Linked DNA regions of Gossypium hirsutum: region 2 is linked to region 1. A link is a contact called in public Hi-C data. All regions are on one chromosome and are shown on one strand. The core of a region is the stretch at or near the end of the contact, and the rest is flanking DNA. Distances in the headings are between cores, read along the strand shown.

Region 1 (7,068 bases), core at 757-3,256:
GTATTCCCAATAGATGAAATTTTAGTGGGGGCCCCATTTCCCATTAAAAGAGAAGAAGTACCTATATATGGAGTGGAGGCATTTAAATCAAACATATTCTGACATACGTGATGAGTGACCCCTGAATCTAGATACCATGATGAGGTTCCTATCGACACATGAACACATGAGTTAGTATTACCAAAGTTAGAATCATACTGTGTGGCATCCGAAAAATCAGACGCATGAAAATCAGGGATTCGAGGTAGCCCAACAGACTGTGAGGAATCAAAATCAAATACACATGCTCGTGGTTTAGTTCGCCACGGAACTTCAGAAGCATTATTGGGCATATAGCCTTCAAGATAAACATAATTATCATTAGGCCCAAGTGAAGGCCCAAATGAACTGAGTCCAATTTTTTTGCTAGCATTGACCTGCCCACTATTCGACCCATTATTCTATCCACTAACGGGCTCAAGAGACTGACCTGTATTCGGCCCAAAATTCAGCCCATTATTCTGTCCACTAACAAGCCCAAAAAATTGGCATGCATTTGGCCCAAAACACGACCTACTCTGATGGCCAAAAAACTTACCTGCATGACTCGGCCTATGTGTCACAGCAGAAGGCCCAACATGCCCAACACAACGCTGTCCCAAATCACGTCCCAACTCACTCTGCTCATCACGTTAGCATAAGCACCATAAAAATCAGATGGGCCACTGGTAGACCCAAACCCAATTCCATGTTCGGTTACATTAGGGTAAGGATAGTAAGAAGAAACATCCCTAGCTTGCGGCGGATATCAATTCTGATTTTGAAACTATGTGCAGCCTCTCCAAAAATTACTCTCAAATTCAGAGCCACCAAAAGAACCAGAACAAGCAGAGAAGCCTCCACCTTGTAACCCTTGAACATTATATGCAGAAGAAGAAACTCGGGCCATGGTGGAAGCGTTCGGGCCGTTGTAAGTGCGATAGAAACAATAGAAATAGCGCTGCACCAAATGACCGAATCTGTTGTAGATTTGACACTGCACTCGTAATCGAAAACCACGCCCATGCGAACCTACTGTAGCACGTTCTCCACGCACATCGTGCGGAACTGAGTCAACCATCATAGCAACAAAAGGTGGTTCAACTAGATGAGAATACACCAGAACCTCACGCACCACTCGCATATGTCGACTTTCAAAATCCATGAGAACATCAACTAAACACTGAAAAGGAAGAGACTCCATCGAGAATGAGGCCAAGGTCAACACTGCATCAAAGTCCGACGAGAGGCCAGCCAAAACAACTTCCACCTTTTCGGCTTCTGACACTGCCGATCCAAAAGCTGCAAGTAACGCACAAATATTTTATATTTTTGCAATATATTCTTTTACAGTTAAATCGCCCTTTTTTGTAAAGTGCAGATCATGTTTAATACGGGAAACTTTTGCACCAATTGAAGCAGCGAAAAGATAATTCGATGTGCTCCATATTTTGCATGTAGATTTAGCCGAAGTAAAGCATGACAAAAGAGATGAACTAATTGTAGAAAGGAGCCAAGAGGCTAACAACTTATCCTATTGATTAAACACAGACGCAACTAGATTTGGAATGAGTGGTCCTTCTGGAGATGCAACGAACCGAGGTAGAGCAGGCAACGTACCCTCAAAGAATCCTTGCAGCTCATATCCCTCTATTATCAACCGGATATGTTGCTGCCATTGGACAAAATTTTCTTCCTCTAGCTTCACCGTGTCATGGTGAGGGAAAGATTGAACCAGACTTGCACTGGAAAATAATGGACTCGTAGGATCAGCAGAGTTAGAATCGACTGATGGTGCCATAATGCGAAAGTGAAAGCACGTACCAAGACTAGGCTCTGATACATGTTAGATACTACACAAAATATGTATGAACAGAAAGATAAACTATAGTGTAATTCTTTAATCTTTATTCCTTATCCTTGAATGAACATTTTGATGAGGTTTATATACTCATATGAGAATAACAGCTCTTAAACAACAACTTAACAGATTTGATAACAAACTCACCATCTTAACAATCTTTATACTATTGTTTAACAGTATGAAATACACATTTATAGGAGTAACAGAAACCCTTTTGTAAGACTATAACATAAATGAAACACACAGAACAACCATCTCTAGCCAAAGACATTAATGAAGTGTTTCTTTTTTTGTTTGAGGCAACCCAAAATTTTAATTTTAATTTCTTTTAGAATTAATTGTTTTTTTAGATTTTAATTAATTTATGATTTATGTCATTTTGTAAAAAATAAAAAATAAAAAAAAAATTCTTTTTCTGAATCTTGAGTGAAACTTATGACCAGGGTGTTAGGAAATTAAATTTATTTTCAAAATCCAAAGGGTGTTATAGTTTTGTTTGTAGCTTTTTCTTTTTCACTTCTAGTTTCTTTTTATACTTCTCCTTAAATAAAAACAATTTAATGAACAAAATATTGGCTTAATATAATATTTGGTACCTAAATTTGGTATTGTTTAATTTGATATTTAAATTGTTTTTGGCCCAATTTGAAATCTGAACTTAACACTTTTTCCTAATTTGGTACCTAAATTTTTTTGGGCCCACTTTAGTACTCGAACTTGGCATTTTTTTTAATTTGATACCTAAGCTTTTTTTTAGGTTCAATTCGGTACCTATACAAATTATGTAAAACACTAATGGTGTTTTTTTTGTTGTGCTACAAAAATACAATTAGTATTAGAGGAAATTCATGTTAAAAAATAGGTATTGAGCTATACTTAACGAATTAATATTAAATAAGAAAAATAGAGTTTTAAAAATCCAAATTTAAAAAATTCATTATTTTCAATTAATAAAATAATTAAATAAATAAAACTAAAAATAATTGAACATATAAAATACCAAAAAAATCATATAATTTGTGACATGTCAGTCATGGATTGATTATTTTTGCTACCTTATAAAAAATATTGTTAGTTTATTGGAGTAATTTGTAAAACGTTTGACAAGTTCAAAGTACTAAATCAAATAAAAAAAGATTAGATACCAAATTAGGAAAAGGAGTTAAGTTAAGGTACCAAATTAGGCAAAAAAAATTAAATACCAAATTAAGATAAATATCAAATTTAGTTTAAGTATCAAATGATATATTAAACCTAAAATATTTGGATGAATAGTTGAATTCTCATTTACCACATGATAATTTATTTGAATTAAGAATGTTAAGGATTTAATGCACAACAACCTTTTTGTGAGATTTTAAGCCAATCAACATTTTTATGTTTTATCTCTTTGATTTAGTGACATGCACATCTTGATATTTTTAGAACTTGCTTTGATATATGCTTGTTGATTAGGATGATAAAGGTGATTAGGTCTGAGCATGTTAATTGAAAAAAGAAATGAACTATTTTAATTACTCCACTAACTACAATGATTATGAGTGAAGTTAATTACTCCACACATATGCATCATCAATGTCTGGCATTTTACACAACTAAATACTTGCTTTGCTACTTACTAATCAAAATTTTAATTTTGTTCCAACTAGAATCATAAGTAAATATAACTGTAACTCCTAAATATTTTGATTCCTCTTCCACCTAGATAGCAAATTGATTTCTAAAGTTAAGATAAATAAAATAGAGATAAATATTATCTCTTTAAAAATAAAATAAAATAAAATAAAAATAATGAAATGGAAAATTATATAAGAAAATCAAAACAAGGGTAAAAAGGAAAAATTCAACTCTTGTATTTAACTTTATCTCTCCATAAATCCCAATTAAAAATTGATAAGACATGTTAATGGAGCATGCTCATGTTTTAAGCAAAATAAATGCTTTCTTATTAATTTGTACCGGGTGCAGTAGTAAGGTATATTGTAATTTTGAAAAATATAAGCTCAAATCTTAAAGATGACGTTGTTAGAAGGGGGAGTCATAAATCCCCAAAAGAATTACTCTTCATGAACCATAAAACAACTATGGAAGAAACCTTAGTTATAAAATTTTTTTAATGCTTTCTTTACACTCCAACTATAAAATACAAAAGAAAATATCACTAATTATATAATAATCACTTATTAGAAAACATTTTATTTTGCGTAAATCACACCAACAATCACTTAACTTTGGGGTAACTGAAAAAATAATCATTTAGGTTTCAATTCAATCACTCAACTTTTGAAAAATAACAAAATAATTACTAACATTATCAAAAAGCAAAAATCAGACACTCATTAACATTTTCCGTTATAGACCTAATAGGACAGGTGACGTAGCCAGTTAACTTGCCACGTAGGACAAAGCAAAGTCAGTGGCTATTTTTTTCGTCCTTCTTTTTTTGTTTTTAATATATGGTCCAATATTTTTTTACTTTTTATATAAATGGCCCAATATGTTTATACTTCTTCTTCTCTATCCCAAGAATCTTGCCGTCGATGCCTCCGCCATAACCATCTTTGGCATCACCATTGTTGACCTTCAAACACCACTACCACCTTATCTCAATCATCCAATCATCCATTCAATAATCAACAATCTAGATCAAAAGATGTTTGGAAAGCACCTAAAATGAGCTCACCTTGTTCAAGCCTTGAAGAAAAATTGTTCTTGCCAAAGAAAATAAGAACCAAGGAATGAGAAGTAATGGAGAAATTCAACTAGGTTGAACTTGCTGAAAGGGAACTCAAGATTGAGTAGGTTGTTGGCATCAAGAGATTCTTGCGAAGCTGTGAAGGCAGAGTTGTTGGCATTGTGGAATCGATCAAGAGAGAAAGAGTTAGGGGAAGAGTAAAGGAAGGTTGGGAGAATGGATTGTTTGGAAGAATCCAGAAGCAAAGCCATTGCTACAAAATTTGAGAAAACAAAAAACATGTTGAAATTTTGAGAAATCAAAATACCCCCATCTACCATCTCCACTGTCAGATATAGATGAAATTTTGGCCACCACTTCTCCTCTGTGGGGCTTTCTTCTCCTCTATAAATGAAAACAAAATTTGAGAAACCCGAATGAGATTTTGGATTGAAGGATTCTAGGGATTTGAAAGTGGGTTTAAGGAGCTTTAAAGGTAATGGTGATATGCCATTGGTGATGAGTGGAGCTTTGGAAATTTTCTTTTCTTCTTCTCTTCCCCTTCTTTTTCTTCTCGTCTGTTTCTTTTTTTTTCTTTTATTGCCCAGCCCAGCTAGGGTTTTAAATTGGGTCCGTTTACACAGTAGGATGCCCATATCGCTTTTCCGTTACGCCTGTAGCGAAAAATGGTTAAAATGATTATTTTGTTATTTTTTGAAAGTTGAGTAATTGAATTTAAACCTGAGTGACTGTTTTGTCAGCTACCCAAAGTTGAGTGACTGTTGGTGTAATTTATCTTTTATTTTTTCCATGTTCATTTTATAATTGATGGGGATTAATTTTTTTTTTTGGGAATTCGTAACTATTTCTCTTAACAATTTTATCTTTTAGGTTTGAATTTAAATCCTACTTTTAAGAATGTAATATATTTTATCATTGTAGTTAGGGGTGAGCAAAACTCGATTCGATTCGAAAAAATCGAAAAAAAATTCGAATTTTGAGTTAAACGAATCGAGTTATTCGAGTTAATCGAGTTAATCAAGTTATTCGAATCAACTTGAATTTTTTTTTCGAATTTCGAGTTCGAATCGAGTTGCGTTTTCAAATTCGAATAACTCGAATAATTCGAATAATTCGAATATCAAACTATAATATTTTACATTTTTACCCCAAACTCCCAAACCTTTTTACTTTTCCCTCAAAACTTTTACTCATTCTCACTTTCCCCCCAAAACTTTTACTCCCCTCCCCTCCCAACCCCCCAATCTACCCAAAATCCATTTCCCACCAAAATATTACTCTCCCATTTATTTTTTCTCAAAATTTTACTCCCAAAAACCCTCAAAACCTTTTATTTTCTCCCAAAATTTTTACTCCCTCCCACTTTTCCCCTAAAACTTTTATTCCCTTCCCATCCCACCTCCCATCTACCCCAAACCCTCCCCCGTCCAATTTTTTTTTAATATTTTCCCTCCAAAATTTTACTCCCCCTATTTACTTTCCCTCAAACTTTTATTCTCCAAAACTTTTTATTTTCCCCCTAAACTTTTACTTCTCACCCTTTACCCTAAAAAAAAAATCAAAATTATCCAAAAAAATTCACTAAACATAAATAGTAATAATTTTATTTATATCTACTATTTATATTATTAAATTAAATTTCACATTTTATATTATTTATATTATTTATATTATTGAATTGTTCAGTCATATTGAATATTTATATTAAAATAGAATTATTAATTATGCCATAAAATATTCGTGTTAAAATTTTATATTGGTATCAATTTCACATTTTATTTTTAAAATAACTTTTATTAAAAAAATCATATTTTTACATGTAATATATTTTTTAATTCCAAAATACATAGTGACAAGAATCTGAAGATAATTGAAACAATTAAGCAAGCAAAGAAGCTAACCAATATATAAAAAATTAATAAATAAATTATGAGGTGACGAAAGTTAATAAAAAATTTGATTAAGGTGGACGAATTTTATTACGATGGGTGACAGTGGTTACAAGGACCCAAAATTAATTTTTAAAATTTAACTCGAACAAATATATTCGATTCGATTCGATTCGATTCGAATTCCATCTCACTCGACTCGATTTGAGAAAACTTCAAATAAAGTTAGGATAATAAAATGAGATTCGAAAACTCGATTAACTCGAAAATTTTCGATTCGATTCGATTCGATTCGATCGAATGCTCACCCCTAATTGTAGGAGCTTATTCAAGTAAATTTCTCTTTATTCTATGTATGTTTTATGCAAGGCACCGAATAACCATTTCCTTCGCAACTTTTAGTTATTCACTTGAGTCAAAAGTGGAACAAATGGTTTGATGTAGTTTACTGTTTATGCAAGAATATGCTATTAATATAAATAGATACATGCAATAAGTTTAACTTAATATCCATTAAACCATGCTGTACTAACTGATACTTAAAGATAAGAGACTTTGTAATTATAATTACGATAATTTATTTCCAATCTGCAAGTCTCTTA
Region 2 (6,746 bases), core at 2,004-4,503, 250 kb before region 1:
GATTCTGACAGCTATGGTAGACACCACAAAAGGCAGCATGAAGGATATGGAGGGTGAAAATGAAAGCTGAGAGAAGCTCTTTCTTTTAATGGGATTCTCTTCATATGGAATCATCAATCATGATTTTAAAAGAGTACAACTTTACTGAGCTTTCAAGCAAATAAAATAGCTGGCAACCAAGTTATGCCAATACGCGTACTACCAAAGTAACCATTTAGAGCTATTTATATATATATACAGTAAAGAAGTATAGCATATTGAAGTTTAGTTTTATCAACAAGAAGATATATATATATATATGTTTAAGTTGTTTATTGTAGCCCAAGGAAAAAGAGGTGTATGTGTTGATGAAGCCTAGCTTAATATATGTTGATAAGAGCATACCTTTTTTATAATTCAAAAGAAGCACTTTCCCAAAAATTAAAACAATTATACAATTCAAACCTTGAAATATTATATGATTATGATCTTTGGGTTAATTTATGGTTTTAGTCTCTTAATTATAAATTTAATTTTTTAGTTTAATTTGATATAATTTAGACAATCTATTTTTCGAGTAAACTACAAAAATAGTCACTTTTTTTTTGCCTCGGATTATATTTTAGTCACTTATGTTTGAAATGTTATGTTTTAGTCACTTACATTATCGTCTTGTTACGAAGTGGTCACTCTACCGTTAAGCTCCACTACCTCCCTAATAGTGATCATATATGGCAGTCCAAATGGGTTTTAAATGCCAACTTAGATGCCTTACGTGGCAATTCAAATTAAATTTATTTAATTAAAAACCTATTTCTATCCCAACGACTGGACATCTAAGTTGGCATTAAAATTCATTTGTATTGTCACGTAGAACTGTCGTTAGGAAGGTAACAGAGTTTAATGGTAGAGCGACCACTTCGTAACAAAATGATAACGTAAGTGACGGAAACATAACATTTCATACATAAGTGACTAAAATGTGATATAAGGCAAACAAAGGTGACTATTTTTATGATGTTATCAATTAATTCAAATAGTTAACACTGTTCAAAATTTTTAGTTAAAGTATTGGTGCGGATTTTTTTTAAATAACTCTATTAAGAAAAAAATCGATATCGAGATGATAAGTTGGAAAGCATATTTTTAAGAAAAAAAAGTATTTGAATATTTAAAAGTGATAATTATAAGTAACTAACTATAAAATTACAAATTTGGGCATAATAGAAGGATTAAAATCATAAAATTACCTGAGTTTTTTCATAGTCAGTCAAATTTTGTAGAAGTTTCAGGTTTTTTCCAATTCATGATGTTTAGCTCCAATTTTGCTTTCATATTTGGACTCAATTGCTTTTACCCAACGTATTAACTAATGGTGATAAAAACGGGACATCCTTTGGACACTGCATTTAAGGTTAGATATGCTATTAATAAATTTCATAAAGAAAAACTTTCATAAATTTTTATTTTTGGCACTGAAAAAGAAGTTTGTAATAAGGGCACTACTATAAAGAAATGTTTTCATTTCGAGAAAGGTAATTTATTGTACATTCATTTTAGTCACCCGAGTTTAATAAAATTTCATTTAGATCATTTTTTTATTAGATTCTAATATAAAATCATATTTTTATTAAGAAAATAAGGTAAATAAATAAGATATAAATTGGGAAACCTCAACTTCCTAATGACTTGGTTTGATATGCTATTGAAAACCGAATTAAAATCAATAAACCAAAATTGGATTAATAATGAAGAAATCATTTGCATAAACAATGTACATATCTACACAAAGCACAAGGCTTTTAAGTTATGATATGGCAATTGATAAATTATTCAGATAAATAAACCTTCTAAACCGGAGGACGGCTTGAGTTAGCCATCGCTCCAACCGGCAAATTATTTGAGGTTCCTTCACCATCATGCGCAGCCACCTTTAGTGATTTCACAGAGGATGCTCTATTAAAAAACGGTGGTGTCATACTAAAAACCCACCTGTCCGATTTGGCACCACGGTCCAGTTTCCCTCTATTACTCCCTCCATCTTCTGTTGCTCGGTACCCTCGGCGTGAACTCCTTTCCCTAGGCAACACCAAGCTTGTCGCCCGATTCAATTTTCGGTTCATTAACTGTTTTCGAACATCAACCGGTAACCGTAAAGTGAATCGATCTGTATTCTCGCCTGGTTGGACCAAAGAATGTCCGGTCGAGTGAGATCGCAAGAAAGAAAGTTTACGTGGACGGCCAGATCTTGATCCACGTGTACGGTTCCTATTTAAAGTTACGTTCAAATTATTCACTTCAACCTCGGAAGCCACTTGGGCCTCTACCTGACAATTAACAGCGTTGTTATTTATGCTCCTTTCTTCTTCCGGTTCTGAGTTACTGCCATTGTTCTGAGCCTCAAGGTCTGACTCGACGGCAGTGTCATTTAATGCAGTGAGTTGACTCACGGGGTCACCTGGTTGAGGAACGAGATTGGCTCTACAAACGGGGCAAGTGGTATGAGAAGCTAACCAAGCGTCGATACATTCAGGGTGGAAAACATGGTCGCATTTGGGTATCAAACGCAGCGTTTCGTCGTCTTCGAATTCGTTCAAGCAAACCGCGCACTCCAAGGCTCCCTTGCCGATCTTATGACCCTTAACTTCGGAGTAAACCATGATAGGGAAAGTCTCGATCACCGACGCGTCCAGCCCACGAGTGCCGCGCATTGAACGCCCGGCGACGGGGCGGATGCTCTGTCTGTTGGTGTAGACGTCGGAACAATTCCGAATATAAATGGCGAAAAGACCCACGAAGAACAAAGCGGCGATCAAAACGACGATGATTACGGCCATGGAAGGGCTGAAACGAGCGTAATTTTCTTCGTCTTGGTTGAAGTTCTGTGCGACGGAAGGCGGCGGAGAGAGGAGCAGGAAGAGCAAGAAGAAAAGCGAGAAGACTCCATGGTGGGTGGTGTGCGACATGGTGAGGAAAGGAGCATTGGAGAGGGATGAGAGAGTGAGAGAAAAACAAGGCAGTGGGGTTTTAAATGAGAGGAAGAAGAAGAAGAAAAAGGGGTGGGTCCAATTCCAAATATGGAGTTGATTTCTACGGTGTTTCATTGAGGGCAGCCACAATGGAAGGGATGGCTGAGTCATTTGTTTGACGATGGAGGAAGCTTCCCAAGTAAAAGCAGACTTTTGGGATTTTTTTTTTTTACCATTTATTTTGAGTTGTTTTTAGTCGGTTCAAAGGCATCATGGAATTGGTTTCCAGTTGGACTGTAAGGAAGGCCGCAAGAAATTGCTGGGGTTAGGGCTTTTTTTTATAAAGCAAATTTGTGATTCTTTCGAATCTGATTTCAAAAAGAAAAAAAAGTAAAAATAATCATGCAAGTAAGTCCAAATTAAAGATTCTAAATATAAAGAGTACCTTGCTTCTTCAAATCCAAAAATGAATTTTTTTTTTTTATTAATGAAAAGAATGAACCTTCTTACTAAAAATAACATCTTATTTTCATTAGCCTTGTACATGTTTGATCTAAAATTTTTATTTACCCCGACTCTACCCTTGATGTTATTTTAATTAATTAATTAAGAAAATATTTTAACCAACTCCAAATGGCTGAGAAGAAAATTCAGAGTATAAATGAAAAGGTTTTATATATTGAACAAGTCAGGTCACCCAACATTTTGATTTGACTGAAAAAATAAATATTTTCTTTTTCTTCTTTTCTTTTCACATTTTAATAAATTTATTTATTTATTATCAAAATTGAATGTTTTCAATTTCTCATTCTTTTTTCTAAAAAATTAGTGTATATAATCTAATAAAAAATGGTTTGTCACACAATTTTCCTTATCCCTATCATATAAAATAAAATATACTGACACGAGATTGAAAATTTGAAACTTTATAAACATACAAAGAATAAATTTCAAAACTAAATATGTAAGATCCAAGAAAAATGGTATAATTTCATCCGTAAAATAAATGTCAATATTGGTATTCATTATTATTGATCCGCTATTTGATTATTTAATTGAGTTTTGACTCGTACTCTACGTTGTTCGTACTTTGAGTTTACATGTGAGGTCTTCACACATCTTTCTATGGACATCACGATGTGAATTCGCGCCACCATGTAAATAAACTCATATCGTGCAAACCCATATTTAGAAAATATGTTAAATCATGTAATTTTTTCAATTTAGCATTTGAAATTTCAAATTCCATATATGTTCTAAATTCTTAATAATATATATATTATGACAAGTCAAGCAATCCACAGAAGTTATAGTGTTTTATATATAGGTGAATACCTATAAATTCACTCTAGGTATTATATTAAAAGGTAAATCATAAAAATAGTCATTTTTGTTTGTTTCAGATTATATTTTAGTCATTTATGTTTGAAATGTTATGTTTTAGTCACTTACGTTATCGTTTTGTTACGAAGTGGTCACTCTTTCGTTAAGCTCCGTTATCTCTCTAATGGCAATCCTACGTGGCAATCCAAATGGGTTTTAAATGCCAACTTGGATTTTTAATTGAGACGAGGATAGGTTTTTAATTAAATAAATTTAATTCATTACACCTTGAACTGGAAAAGAAAAATCGTTCGTCTCATTTTTCTTTTAGTTTTCTTTTCCATTTTGACTGAAAAAACTATTCTCCTCCTAGTTGGACATCTAAGTTGACATTTAAAACTTATTTGGACAGCCATGTAGGATTGCTGTTAGGGAGGTAACAAGGCTTAATGGTAGAGTGACTACTTCGTAACAAAACGATAACGTAAGTGACTAAAATGTAAAATTTCAAACATAAATGACTAAAATATAATTTAAGGCAAACAAAAGTGACTATTTTAATAGCTTGCCTAGGGGGGAAGCCTATAAATTTTTTTAGGGGGGCATAAATAAAATTTTAATTTTTAATAGTCTATGTCTTATCATTTTTAGAGGATTAAATTAAATTTTCATAATTTTAAGGGGGCCAAATTAAGTACAATTTTACCTTTACTAATTTAAAATTTAAATTTTTTTAAAGGACCAAAACAACAATTTTCCATTTTAGGGGGGTCGGGGCCCTTGCTAGCCCCCCTAGATTCGCCTCTGAGCTTACCTTAGATTAACTTGGTCCTTATATTATTAAATAGATTAAATGAAAATTAAATCACCATAGACTTACCATTTATTGTTTAAAAATTACATGAAAAATAATTTTTTTTCATTTATTATTGAACTCTAAACAAAATATTTTATCTACGGAATCATAAGAAGTTTTGAAAACATAATTCTATTAAACAATAAATGACATATTTTAAATAGTAAATGGTAATTCTATTCTATTTTAACCTTATTTGTTTCGTTTTTATAATATATAAATTAAATTGATCAATTTAATAATAGATGGACTAATTTGATCTAGTCCCTATAATAAAAAGACTTGCTAGTTACATTCACCTATATATAGCTTTAAATTGATTTTTAAAATCCTTTTGTCTAATAGATTACACCAAAGACTGAAAATTTATATTGGTAAATATCATATTAAATTTGGTTAAAATATGTCATAAGTCTTTGTATTCTTTAAAATTTTAGAATTTAGTCATTGTATTTTTATTTCCTAGAATTTAGTTTATCTATTTTTTAGATTTTAAATTTCAGGTTCAACTGTTCACATTGTTATTTTTTTTTGTTAATTCAAGTCATTACAATATCAATTTTTTAATTTACATGACTACCAAGTGATTTTTTTATTTCAAAATATCACACAATAAATTTAATAAAAAAATTAACAGTTTTAACATTTAGATATAAATTTTTTGAAACCTAAAAGTAGAGGGACTAAAATACTAGAAATAAAAGTATAAAGACTAAATTTTAAATTTTTAAAAAGTACAAGGACTTATTACATACTTTAGCTATTAAGTTTTCTTTATACAGTTCCTAAAATTACCTATAATCTCTTTCCAACCCTTAAATAAATTCATTCGAACTCATGTCTTCTTGAATTAAAAAAAAAAAAGAGTAAATTTGATGTAAGATTTTAGAGTTCAGTGACTTGCATGTTGGATGGCCCAAAAGCTAGAACCATATAAACATAGGTCCATAACAGCTTGGGCCTTTTGGACATAGGAGTTGTAATTGTGCATTTTTCCTATTATATTTTGGGCCTATTTCAAGTTGAAATGAAAGCGAATCATGGTTAATTGTTAATTTATAAACTAATCATGGTTAATTGTTAAAATTTGTGAAGTTCTAAAATCAATTGCATCTAATATTATAGATTTATATGAAAATAATGCCCTATTGGGTTCATAGGAGAAGCATTTATAGGTTAAGCCATGGATGAAGCTATTATAGTAGGTTAATATAATTTATACTTGTCAAAAATAAATGTTTATTGGTTAAATAGATTGAATTTTTAAAAAATTAGAGAAATAGATCGTCTTTGGAGAGAAAGTGGGAAAGTGCGTCCAACTGGAAGCGCTTTCCCTTGAAGTTATATTTGTTTTTTTGACTTTTTTAGTATAATTAGTTTGTTTGATTAGATGTTTAAATGTTAGTTGTTTTAATTTTAAGTCCCCAGGTTCAACTCCCTCCTAAACACATTTGTAATTTTTATTTCATGTTGTTTCAAGCTTTTTTTCTTATTAATTTTAATTAACAAATATATAGTTTTTTTTAAAAAATTTAATTCATATTTTTAATTAACAACCCTTTTATCCATAAAATGAAATAATTATTAAAAATATGATTATTTTTTGTAAATATAATTTT

Evidence for each region. Hi-C and Micro-C count contacts between places; a contact is called where the count stands out from the background.
Region 2: a contact with region 1 is called in a Hi-C map of leaf, with 1.6 times the contacts expected there. The contact joins the promoter of LOC107939318 here to the promoter of LOC121223355 in region 1. A contact is called at or near these places in 2 of 34 Hi-C or Micro-C datasets (both in leaf).

Annotation. Positions count from the first base shown.
Region 1 is chrD11:60,621,342-60,628,409 of Gossypium_hirsutum_v2.1, reverse strand. LOC121223355 reads right to left here and starts at 2,006. Exons shown (of 3, transcript XR_005920704.1): 1 at 1,639-2,006; 2 at 1-1,320. It overlaps LOC107897384 (a long non-coding RNA gene), which reads left to right and starts at 833. Exons shown (of 2, transcript XR_005920705.1): 1 at 833-1,326; 2 at 1,400-1,629.
Region 2 is chrD11:60,869,668-60,876,413 of Gossypium_hirsutum_v2.1, reverse strand. LOC107939318 (E3 ubiquitin-protein ligase ATL6) reads right to left here and starts at 3,253. Exons shown (of 1, transcript XM_016872644.2): 1 at 1,697-3,253. The coding sequence starts at 3,119. The coding sequence ends at 1,830.